2 separate regions of the Mus musculus genome follow, and region 2 is linked to region 1. A link is a contact called in public Hi-C data. All regions are on one chromosome and are shown on one strand. Each heading gives the region's core, a stretch centred on a gene start, on an enhancer-like site or on the middle of the called end of the contact. The rest is flanking DNA. Distances are from core to core; before and after follow the strand shown. Region 1 overlaps Cmss1 (cms small ribosomal subunit 1). Region 2 overlaps Cmss1 (cms small ribosomal subunit 1).

Region 1 (5,356 bases), core at 1,729-4,228:
GCAGTGTGGTTTGCCTCCTGCCGAGCAGGGTGTGCTGCTGAGGTCACAGGAGGAAGTGCTTGGGATGAGAGAAATGGAGGGTCTCAGCCAATTAGCTGTCCAACAGCAGGCGTTCAGAAAGGAGCAGGCCACTCTGGTTTCTTCTCTCACAAATGGCCAAATAGGAAGGTGGGACGTGCCAGATTGGCTGAGGTCTGGCAGGCCTTTAGAGAAGTCCTTCACTTCACCTTGACTGCTCACTCTTTCTGGACCTTAGGCACCCTTAGGTTCTGGAGGTTTGAGGTCAGAGGTCTAGCTAGTTTAGCTTGGCTAAGGCCATGTTAACTTAGGGTGCTAACCAAGGTGCCACTGGTAGGTCAGCACCTTTGATGGAACCTTGAGTAGTTCTGACAGTGCTGTAGAAATGAGAACATTGGGGCAGAGGGGTGGAGAGGAATGTCTCTTTCTGGGTCTTTGGAGAAACATTAAAAGGAAATAAGGAAGTTTATGATAAACATGGATAATCCTGCTTCCCTGTATTGCATGCATGTAATAAGTTCTATACAAAGAAGTCCATATCAAAAGAGATGTGACATCTGTTTTCTTGTGTCTCTGTGAGGCCTTCGGCTTGTCTCCGAGACCAGAAGAGTCAGTGGTCATGTCCACTTTGCAGTTGGCACCCATGCTCAGCTTAATCTGCAGAAGTCCAGCCTGGGGCTCGCCATCTAAACAGGGTGCACCGGAAGTTCTCCAAATCCCATTCTTTCAAGAGTGTACAGATCGTATAGGAGTTAAAAAGAAGTTTCCATAGAACAAGACTTCTAAGACTTTTAACAGAAAACATTTTGTGCTGAGTGGAAAATTTTCACGTCTAAAAGATGCAAACCAGACATTACAGGGAGCCCGCTAGAGCATCTCTTCATTTTTCAAGCACTCACTATGTCATGAGGCTTCCCATGAGGGATTGTTTAAAACTCAAGTTCTTTCTCAGCTATCACTAAATGCTATATGCCATTTAAATGCCAGAAAAATGAACCTCTACCATAGGCCATTATAAAGTCTGTGTTCTGCTTTCTCTCCCCCACCCCCTTCTCTTGTTTTAGAAGAAAATTTCTGATATTCTTGCAAAATCAGAGCCCAAACCAGGGACCCCTGAGGACCTTCAGAAGCTGATCAGAGACCATTACAGCAGCAGCCGTTCCGTGATAGAATTAGAAGAACTGCACCTACCAGGTACAGCCAGGCTTCTGTTTTCCTAAGGAACAAACTGGGTTCAGGTTTTGACTGTTTTGTAGTTAGGTGCTCCACGTTGAAAATGTATCCCTTTTCCACGCACACACTCTTAATCCTTGTTCCTCCATCTAGACATTTTTAACTGTTAGTGATTTATATCGGACATTAAAAATGTATTTGCAGAATTGAATACCAAGATTTATGAATGTACTTTTCTTTTACTGAAAATATTAATTATTCAGTATACAATCTTATCAGATGCTTCAAGAGGTAAATGTCTCCAATGAAGATAAGATACTAAACTCACAAAAGGACATCTCACACCTTTAAAAAGTATTGGTGTAGAACTTGGTTGATTCTTCCTGTAAATAAGAACTTTAATCATGGCAAGTCTGTTAGAGCGGGTCCTGAATCCCAGAACTCCAGAGATAGTAGTATCACAAGTTTGAGTCTAGCCTGGGCTATAGAGCAAGTACTCTATCCCCCCAATTTTTAAAAAATCTTTATTAATTAAGTATTTTAGTTTTGTTGTTGTGGAGTTCCAATTGTAAAATAGTATTTGGGCTGTACCCCAGACTCTTTCAAGCCAACTAGCTAAATGGGGTGATAGAATTCTGCATTTTCACAGAAGCAGCTAGAGTTTGAGGTCTGTTGCCTTACGTAGAATGAGAAGGTGCTGCACAAGTCAAGGCACTGCTACTCTGAGCTTTTAGGTTATGATACATCCATAAGGTTCCTTCCTCAGCAAGGATAGAAGACAGATGTTAACCTGAAAGCCAGCCATAAGGAGCTTTGGCACTTGTGTGGCAGATAAGCTGTTTCCAGACTGCGGGACACAGCTAGTGCCACGTTGGGAAAAGGTCAACAGAAGCTGACTTTCCATTCCAGCTTTATGCTTTCTAGAAGCCTGAGAAGCTGAAGAACAGCCTGTTCCTGCATAGTTACAATTCTTCTGGGCTCTTTCTTAAGTGTTCTTTGGGGTTAGCAGAAGGAGTGGGCGCACACACACACGCGCACGCGTGCACACACACACACACGTTCTTTTCCAAGACAGTTGCCCTTTGGGGAACTGGAAGCATACACTTAGATATAAACAGGAGCAGGGTTCTAAAGTTTACTGAGCCCGGAGGGCTGCTCCTCTCTTGGAGGGCTGTGTCCTGGCTGTTCTAAGTGAGAGCCTGTGTGTCCCACAGGCTCTGGTCAGCCTGAAGCTGATCAACAAACCTTGAATCCTCTGCAGAATTGTTAAGAGCTGAAGGTTAAAAGATATCCTTGGGGTTCAGCTGAGCTCTGGGTTATGTTATTGTTCTAAAGCTCCATAACACAGCTGGATAAGATCATGGGCTCATGGATGCTCTGGGGAGGTGGGAGTGGGATCGGGGTGGATATGTTAGAACAGCCAGAAAGAACAGGCTTTGTTTTCAGCTAAAAGATGACTACTTGAGGCATCGTCAATTAAGGCGTATGAGAAGGTTTCAGAGAAAAGGCCCTGGTCACCACACAAAGACCAAGAACAGCCTCCAGAGGTAGGAGCCATGTTAGCTGAAGAGATAGAACACCACTCGCTGTTCAGAATCAGCTAAAGAAGGGGTCTGAATGTATTGTTCCAAATCAGTCTGTCAAGTGTCTGACTTGATTTTAATTGCCTGGTGTCTGAAGGGCAGGGACATGTCCTCTTAATTACTATTAATTGTGCTGCACACTGCTAACATCTTTCATGTGGGGACTTAATTAGGGATTTCCAGACCAAAGACTCTGGGAGCTAATTGACCTCTGCTGTCTTCTGAGAGCTGGTTTGGTTTAGCTCAGTGACCCTAAGTTGGCTAGCTGCAACCAACTCACCCAGCAACGCAAACAAGAGATTCAACCCAAGAGAGTCCGTTCCTGCTCTGCTTTGGGTAGAGCTCTCCAGATGAGTCTGATCTTGTCTCAGCTGAGAAAAATATATGTTTAAAGGCCTTCAAGGGCTCCCTGCCTCTACAGAGGCAATAACTCTGCAGATATTACATAAAATGAGTTCTATGTATTGGGTCACAATACAAATGTCAAACTTACGTTGGTAATGCTTAACTAACACTCTTATATTTACATAGAAACTTATTTCATAGAAAGAGTTAAGTTGATAACCATATTACACACACACACACACATGTGTGTGCTCAGAGTTAATATTGTTACTTATCCCATGGCTGTCACAGAGCAACCAAGGTCCTTTTTATTCTGGTGTGCTGCATTGTATTTTACAGCTAGGCTGAATCGTGTTATATTTTGTACATCATTCCCATCTTTTCAAACCGTATACTACATTGCCCTTCCCCATAAGCATTTCCTCTACATAGTCACTATGTTTTTATAAATGTATTCTTCCATGCCATGTTACATAGGATGTACATTGTTATTCTTATCTAAATTACATTCTGTTTCCTCACATCAGGCTGACTTCAGATGTGCCAGATATGACCTTGTGCACATCTCCGGCATCTGAGATGCTACACAGTACTGCAGCCCTTTTATCTGTCACAGAGCCCTCACCCAGCTTCCCACATGTAGACACCTGTACGGCCTCCCACAACTCAGGATCCTGAACATTGCCAAAATTAATCTTTTTTGTGTATCCACTTACAGCACACACCAAAAAAAATTTCCTGTCATTGTTTATCCAGAAAATAAATCAGGGGATCACAGAGTATATAATCTTAATATTATTATTTTCCAAAATAGACTTCCCACTTGACAGTTCTTCCTGCAGTTGGCAAGTGTTACCATCACCCCACATTCTCCATAACTCTGACTGTTGTACATCTTTCTAATATTAGTCATTCCTCAGATGGTTCTCTCCCCGCTGTATCAGTTTGTTCTCCTGGATAACTAATGGACCTGAGGTTCTCTCACATATCTCACCAGTTCAGCTTTCCTTTGCATATTGCCTCTTTCATAGACTTCAAATGTGATATGCTTCGTCTCTCTGTAAACGATATGCAAAGCCTTTGCTTCACTATTCTAGAGTTCAAGGTGCCTATCCCACGGATGAGCCTTGGTGATCCAGGACAGAGTGGCCCGCCCCATATATACGCAAATGACAAGGAATATGCTCAGTGGGTTACATACATATATTTGTGTACATTTGTAGTAATAATAAAAATAACAAAGAGGCTATCAGTTTGAGAGTGGGGCATGGAAGGGGCTGGAGGGAGGAAACATGGGGAAGCTGGAGGGAGAAAGAAGGGGGAGGGGAATGAGGTGATTATATTTTCAATAAAAATGTACAAATAGAAATAACATATGAGAAAAACAAAGTCTGTTGTTGCTACTGCTGCTCTTTTAAATAACACTTTAAACAATGAGCCTCAGGTCGCTCGCACTTTGTAATCTGGGTAAGAAGATACCATTCACATTTAATGTGCTTACAAAGCTCTCAGCAAAGCATGTTTCTCATATTTCTAGACTCCTGCTTCCTCAAGGCCAATGATTTGACTCACAGTCTCTCTTCATACCTAAAAGAAAGTAAGTAAAGCCTGATTTAAAAAAACAATTACTAAGCGGGTGATTATTCTAAAACAGGAAAGAGTTGAAGTCAGGTGCAAGAAGATCAACACTTGTTCAAGGCTACAGAGGGAAACTCAGAAGCCCAAACTAAGTAAATAGGTTCGTCTCCCTAAATTAAAACAACAAAAAACTGTACCTCATTTAAAAGTTTCTAGCTTAAGTAGATATGGATTTAGTGCTATTGTCTTCCTTTCCTGGGTCATGCTCTGTAGCCCAGGATAGCCTCAAATTCATGATTCCCCTGCCTCGGCTTCTCATGTGCTGAGAACATAAGCCACACTATCATGCACATTATCTGATGTACAGTTTTACTGTTGGAGTATATTCCTGTTTTGCTCTGGTTTGGGGCCCCATCTGGGGTTTATAATATACTAGATTAGTCTAGGGGCCCAGACAGTGGCATCCTAACCTAGTGCCTCCTCTGAACAGTCCTTGAACTTGACCTTGTTATTGGAATGATCAGGAAATTGAACCTTGTGGTCTGTAGGAGCTGTGAGAACTTCAGGTTCTGTGTATACGTTCAGAATCCACACCTAGCTGTTACAGCCAATCTGATTTGATAGTTTAGCTTGTATTGTGTACCAATAGAAAAAAACTA
Region 2 (5,356 bases), core at 935-3,434, 110 kb before region 1:
ACATATTTATCATAATGATCTAGTGAGTGAGTATAGGATTTTTCCCCCCAAAGGCAAAGAAGTTGAAACCCCAGCAAGAGAAAAAAATAGGTTGTGAGCCTAGAAGGTCCAGCGTCAACGTAAAGACTCAATATCTAAAGAAGACCCTCACCGTCTGGTCCCCGTGCCCTTCTCTTCTTGCCGTCTTACTCGGCTGCCAGCCTTCAGCTAAGCTTTCCTTCCCAAGCCTGGGGAACTGGAACAGTGAAGCCAAGAGGAAGGGAGGACAGTGTAGCACAGGCATTTGCTTCGCTTCCATGGGAAGGCCTTTTAGGGCAGCATCACCAAACCTTTTCTGTGAACAGTCAGTCAGAATATCTTACAGTCTGTGCTAGCCCTACATCAATGAGTCCCTCACCAAACTCCACTGACATAATCTGAATCAACGTGCCTGGCTATGCCTTCATAAAACTTTGTTAGCACAAAAAGTTAGCCCCGTTCTTCATGAGTCTTCCAAATGTTCAACTTATTCCAAAATGTAAAAGCCATTCTTACTGTTGACTCTACAGGTTGGGGGCTGATTTGACCTACTGACCATTGCTTGCTAACCCTGCCCCAGGAAGCTAAATAGTGAAAAGTATGGGGACCTGAAGATGTTGACTCATGGGGACGGGGGAGGGGTGGCATCCATGGTAACTGAAGCACAGGTGCCTTGAGTGTGGTGGGGAAAGTCCTGGTGGGTCCGCAGATGCCAGGAGAAGACGGTGCCCTGCTCCCTGGTTCTATTTTAAGTAATGTCGGTTAGTGCTCTGTCGAATTCCAGGCTGGTTGCTTTGATTTACTCTCTTAAGATTTATGAAAAGCAGGTTTTATCTGCCCTTAGAGAAGAAAAGCAGAAGGGAGAAGAGGACATATGACTTACAGCTTGCCAGACGGTCTGCAGAGCCAGCAGCGGGTTTTACTAGGAATGGCAGCTGATGGTATGCATTATCAGGGGATCATCAGGAAGGCTGGTGGAGGCGAGGAGGAGCCTGCTAGCCAGATTCCCCCTTTAGTAAAATCATCTTGAAGCTATTGTAGAGCTTCTACAGAAAATGTCTCCTACCATACTGATAGAACACCCCAAAACATTCCTATTTTTTGATATAAAGTCTATCGCAATAAACTTTGTTATAAATAACCTGTAAATTCAAAAACATAAAGAAGATTACTAAAAATAGTATTGATTATTTACAGGCAGCTAGATGCAGTTTTTCTTGTTCTGTTTGTTAACTTTACATATAATTACATAGATGGTAGAGGAGGGTAGCTACTTGTAACAGGAACTTTAGTGGGTGTGGGTGTGGCACTAATGACAGTTTAGGAGGGGTGGTTGTAGTAGTAGTAGTTGTTGTTGTTGTTGTTGTTTAGTATTTACCATCCGCTACTACATAACATTCATTATCTTATTTTCCCACCCTCTGCAATGATCTTGCTAGGTAAGTCTGACTCTCCTATAGAAAATAAAACTAAGGGCCTGGAGAGATGGATTAACCATTAACAGAGCTGGCTGCTCTTCCAGAGGTCCTGAGTTCAATTCCCAGCAACCACATGGTGGCTCCCAGCCATCTATAATGATATCTAATGTCCTCTACTGACATGTAGTGTACATGCAGAGTGAGTATCATGTACACAAAATAAGTAAAACCTTACAAAAATAAAATAAACCTGAGGTCCTGTCACACAACCACAGGAGATTAGGCTCACATACAAATCCACATCCACCTACCTGAAAATTCACCCCTTCCACTGAAGCATTGCTGGCCGTGCGTGAGACAGCTGTCTCCCTGTGTCCTAGTCCCTCTTCCCACAAAAGGGTAATTGGAAAAGCTAGCCTCGGTTATGTTACTGGACAGCATTGTTTTATAGACATGAATTTTATTCAGTATCATGGTTAGATAGTAGTAGAATGGTTTCAGCTGTTAAAACTTTGGAGAAAATCAAACCAATTGTGCCTTTAACATTTGTGGTTTGTGTGTCCATTCGCTGCTCCCAGTTTCATAGCAGCCTGCAGCCTTGAACTATTCACTGTCTGAACTTGCCCTCAAAGAATTCGCCCTCCCATTTTTTTCCCCTATCAAATGGCAGCCAATGAAAAACCCACAGGCTTGGCAACTGCTAGCCTGGAAAGCGTCCACTGAAACCCTCAGTTCCAGATCCCCTTTGAAAATCAGTTCTTAGAGTCTGCTGTTATCTTCTTGAAGCTGGTGACTAATGCTTGCAACATTGTAAAACCCTGCAGCCAACGCTGTCTGCAAGTCTTGGATTCTTAACTCTGACTCTGGACACTTACTGCCCAATAACTTCTCTGCACTCCACTCTTCCCCAGTAACCCAGAAAGCAGGTGTGAAGATGGGAGCTGGTTAGATTGCAGAGAACTGGAGAGCTTGGTACATTTCATAAACTGCCTCTGAGAGGCCAGAGTTAAAGTCAGGCACAGAGCTGCCGTATGACAAAGAGGCAACTCAGCCCCATTCCTGCTCCCCTAATGCTGTTATTTCATGAATTACTTTATAAGATGTGCCTCTCTCAAGAAATAATTATATTTTCTTCCAAATGAGATGTGGCAGTATGGAGGAAAATGGCTGTTTTGCGTATGACTGAATGGTACCAAAGTCCAGGGTTTTTTGCCAGCTATTTCATATGTAAAGCATGTTAGTTCATCCATGTTTCTTTGAAAGCACAACCTGACTCACAGCGTGAACATGGAGAAGCGCCGTTGCCATTAGCTGCCCACTTACATTAATGAGCCGTTATTGGAATTTGTGGACATGGCCCCCATGCAGAGATAATTTCCTGATAGGAATCAGAGCACTGATTTTTCTAGATAATCCCAAAAATATATCCAATAACAACTCAGGGGAAGTGGAGGGGGAGTGAGAACGCTGCAGGCAGGAGACGGGGATGGGCTAACGCACGGCTTTCTGTGTGGAGAGAATGTGTTCGCAGGGCAGATGTAGGGGATCATCGGCTCCTTCTTTCTTTACAGCGTGCAGCCTGCTTGATGGTGGCATTCTTACTGTGCTCGGATGTCATGGAAAGAATCCACTACATCTTCCCACTGATTTAAACAAGCAGTGCACCCTCTGAGTTGACTTTGGGCCAGAGGCCACCATGAGGTGAATAACCCCCAAGATTCTGAATAATAGACGGGTTATGCATGGCCTCAGCTCCCGTCTGGACTGACCTACCTCTTCTGCTCAGTTACGCACATTTCCTTATCAGGAAAACTGAGCAGACACACACACACACACATATATATATATATATATATATTCTTTTAATTTGACAGAAAATGTCTACTATTTAGGTAAGGCATCAAACTCAGATTTTTGGTACAGAAACACTCATAATTCAAATTAGGCTTTTTAAAGGTATTGCTGATGATAAAGAATGTCAGTGTTGGCTTTCACAACAGGGACAGGGGTGCAGCTCTTACAAGGCTTTCATTCGAGCAATGCATGCACACAAGTGCATTTACTTAACAGGATTTCTCCCAGAGCAGGGGGTTCAGGACTGCAGGTTTATGCTTTTCTGGTGGGACATTTTCACTGCTGGTCATTTAATATAAGGCAATGGCTTGGTTTATAAAGCAAAACCATCTTCATGGAGTCATCCAAGAACTGGTGGGTGCTCCCCAGAGGGTCCAAAGGTTGATATTGGACTTTATTTGTATAGGTTGACTGATATCTCATTAGTATATTTGTATAGGTTGACTGATATCTCAGATCCATATTTATTTATGTTTTCTAAGGTGATCAGACCAGTCTCGCTTATAATAAAATCTGCAGATATTTTCAAGTTCCTTAGACCAAAAGCATTAAAACAATGAACCCCAGAAGGCTGTGGGTGTCCCTTGCTTCCTTTCAATCTTCCAAATTGACAGGTAATGGCTTCTTGCAGGCTACCCATGGAGCCTCACATCCCTAAGGCCCTGGGCTCTGCCCAGGTGTTCAAACAGGGAGCAAGATAATTTTCAGCATCAGAAAAGGCGGGGTGTAGAGATATATATGTTTGTAAAGAGCGTGCCTGAAGCATTCATCCAACATATGGTCCAAATGGAATGAATAAAATGTTCATCAATCACCTGGAGAGGTTGTTCATGACAAAAGATGCAGTAGCTATTTCAAGAGCAGTCGACACACACAGCATCCTGCTGCAAAAATGGTTACAGTGGCCTCTTAGGGGGAAAGGGTTTAACAGCACAGCTTTTGTAGTGGTGTGTGCTGGAGCGCTCTCTGCTGCGGTTATCTGAAGACCATTGTGAGAATGACCTATTGGTTTTAGATGCTATGGGGGCTTCTAAAATAGCATACTGGAAACCCCAGGAGATTCCTAATGGGTCCTTTGCTCTTCTGCAAAAACCCTTTGAGGTGCTGATGAAGTCACACCTCTGCTCCTGTGTCATCCTAATGTTAGTAACCCTTCCCGTTAGAGTATGTGTATCTGGTTTTCCTAATTTCAGCAGTTCCTGTGTTGTCACCATGATGAAACATGACTAATGCATCCAGCTCTGTCTGTCTATCACCGTGTCACGGCCACCTTTATAATGTCAGGCCTTCTTTATCCCACACTGGATTCTTTGGACGCAGGTCTCAGACTCGGAATTCCTATGGGTTGTCTGTTGTGAAATTTGAAGTTTGTTAGGCTCTGCGAATGAATAAGGAGACAGATGTGGGATATGTTCCTGTTCTCTGGGATCTCGTCAGAGCTGTCTGCAGTAATTAATTACATTTAGCAGTCAATGCAGTAACATGTCTGTAGTAACACAGAACCAAAACCTAAGACTTGCGTAATTTTATGCCTGCACACACCACAAACCTAACTTAAATTTTTTTGTAGAATAGTCCTTGAATCTGATTTTGTGACAGCATGTTAAAACAGGAGACATTTCCTAGGTCTGTCTGTTAAGAGGAGCCTGCTACCTTAAAAACATGATCCTGTACAGCCTCAAAAGCCTGTACAGTTCCTCAGTGTCACTCCCTATACAGGGGTCTAGGGCTTGTTGCAGAGATAGCTGACTCCATGGATAATGACGAAAAAGCACATGAGCTTGGGACACTTTCCATGCCAGGATGTTAGGAAGTTTCCTGGGAAATGGTTTGGGAATAAAGAACCTGCCAGTGACCCCTTAAACAAAGTGATTGTTGCACTGGCATCAGGACAAACTGAGTCATGTGCATGTTGATGTTATGAACTGAGAAAGAGGTCTCACTAAAATGCATAATTTAGTACTAAAGAGTATCAAACAGTTGTAAACCAAAGGCATATCAGAAGTGTATCATAAATACTTTGAAGCACGGTATCGATCCAGTTTTTACTGCTATAAGAAAATGCA

What was found. Hi-C and Micro-C count contacts between places; a contact is called where the count stands out from the background.
Region 2: a contact with region 1 is called in a Hi-C map of the N1E-115 cell line, with 2.3 times the contacts expected there. The contact joins two enhancer-like sites. A contact is called at or near these places in 6 of 484 Hi-C or Micro-C datasets (the N1E-115 cell line, cerebellar granule neurons, embryonic fibroblasts and 2 more) and 2 of 115 datasets of contacts at active chromatin or transcription factors (embryonic fibroblasts and heart atrium).

The regions. Positions count from the first base shown.
Region 1 is chr16:57,312,018-57,317,373 of GRCm38.p6, reverse strand. Cmss1 (cms small ribosomal subunit 1) reads left to right here. Exons shown (of 10, transcript NM_025599.3): 4 at 1,083-1,212; 5 at 4,657-4,716. Among named protein-coding and RNA genes, the nearest start is that of 4921517D16Rik, 17 kb to the left of the region's middle. Within about 2 kb of position 2,978, at least 7 of the 459 cell types and tissues checked have an H3K27ac peak or open chromatin away from gene starts, as enhancers often do. A contact at or near this core is called in the N1E-115 cell line, where this site is marked.
Region 2 is chr16:57,424,524-57,429,879 of GRCm38.p6, reverse strand. All of the region lies in intron 1 of Cmss1 (cms small ribosomal subunit 1), which reads left to right. All of the region lies in intron 1 of Filip1l (filamin A interacting protein 1-like), which reads right to left. It also overlaps the pseudogene Gm20956. Among named protein-coding and RNA genes, the nearest start is that of Filip1l, 74 kb to the right of the region's middle. Within about 2 kb of position 2,184, at least 60 of the 459 cell types and tissues checked have an H3K27ac peak or open chromatin away from gene starts, as enhancers often do. A contact at or near this core is called in the N1E-115 cell line, where this site is marked.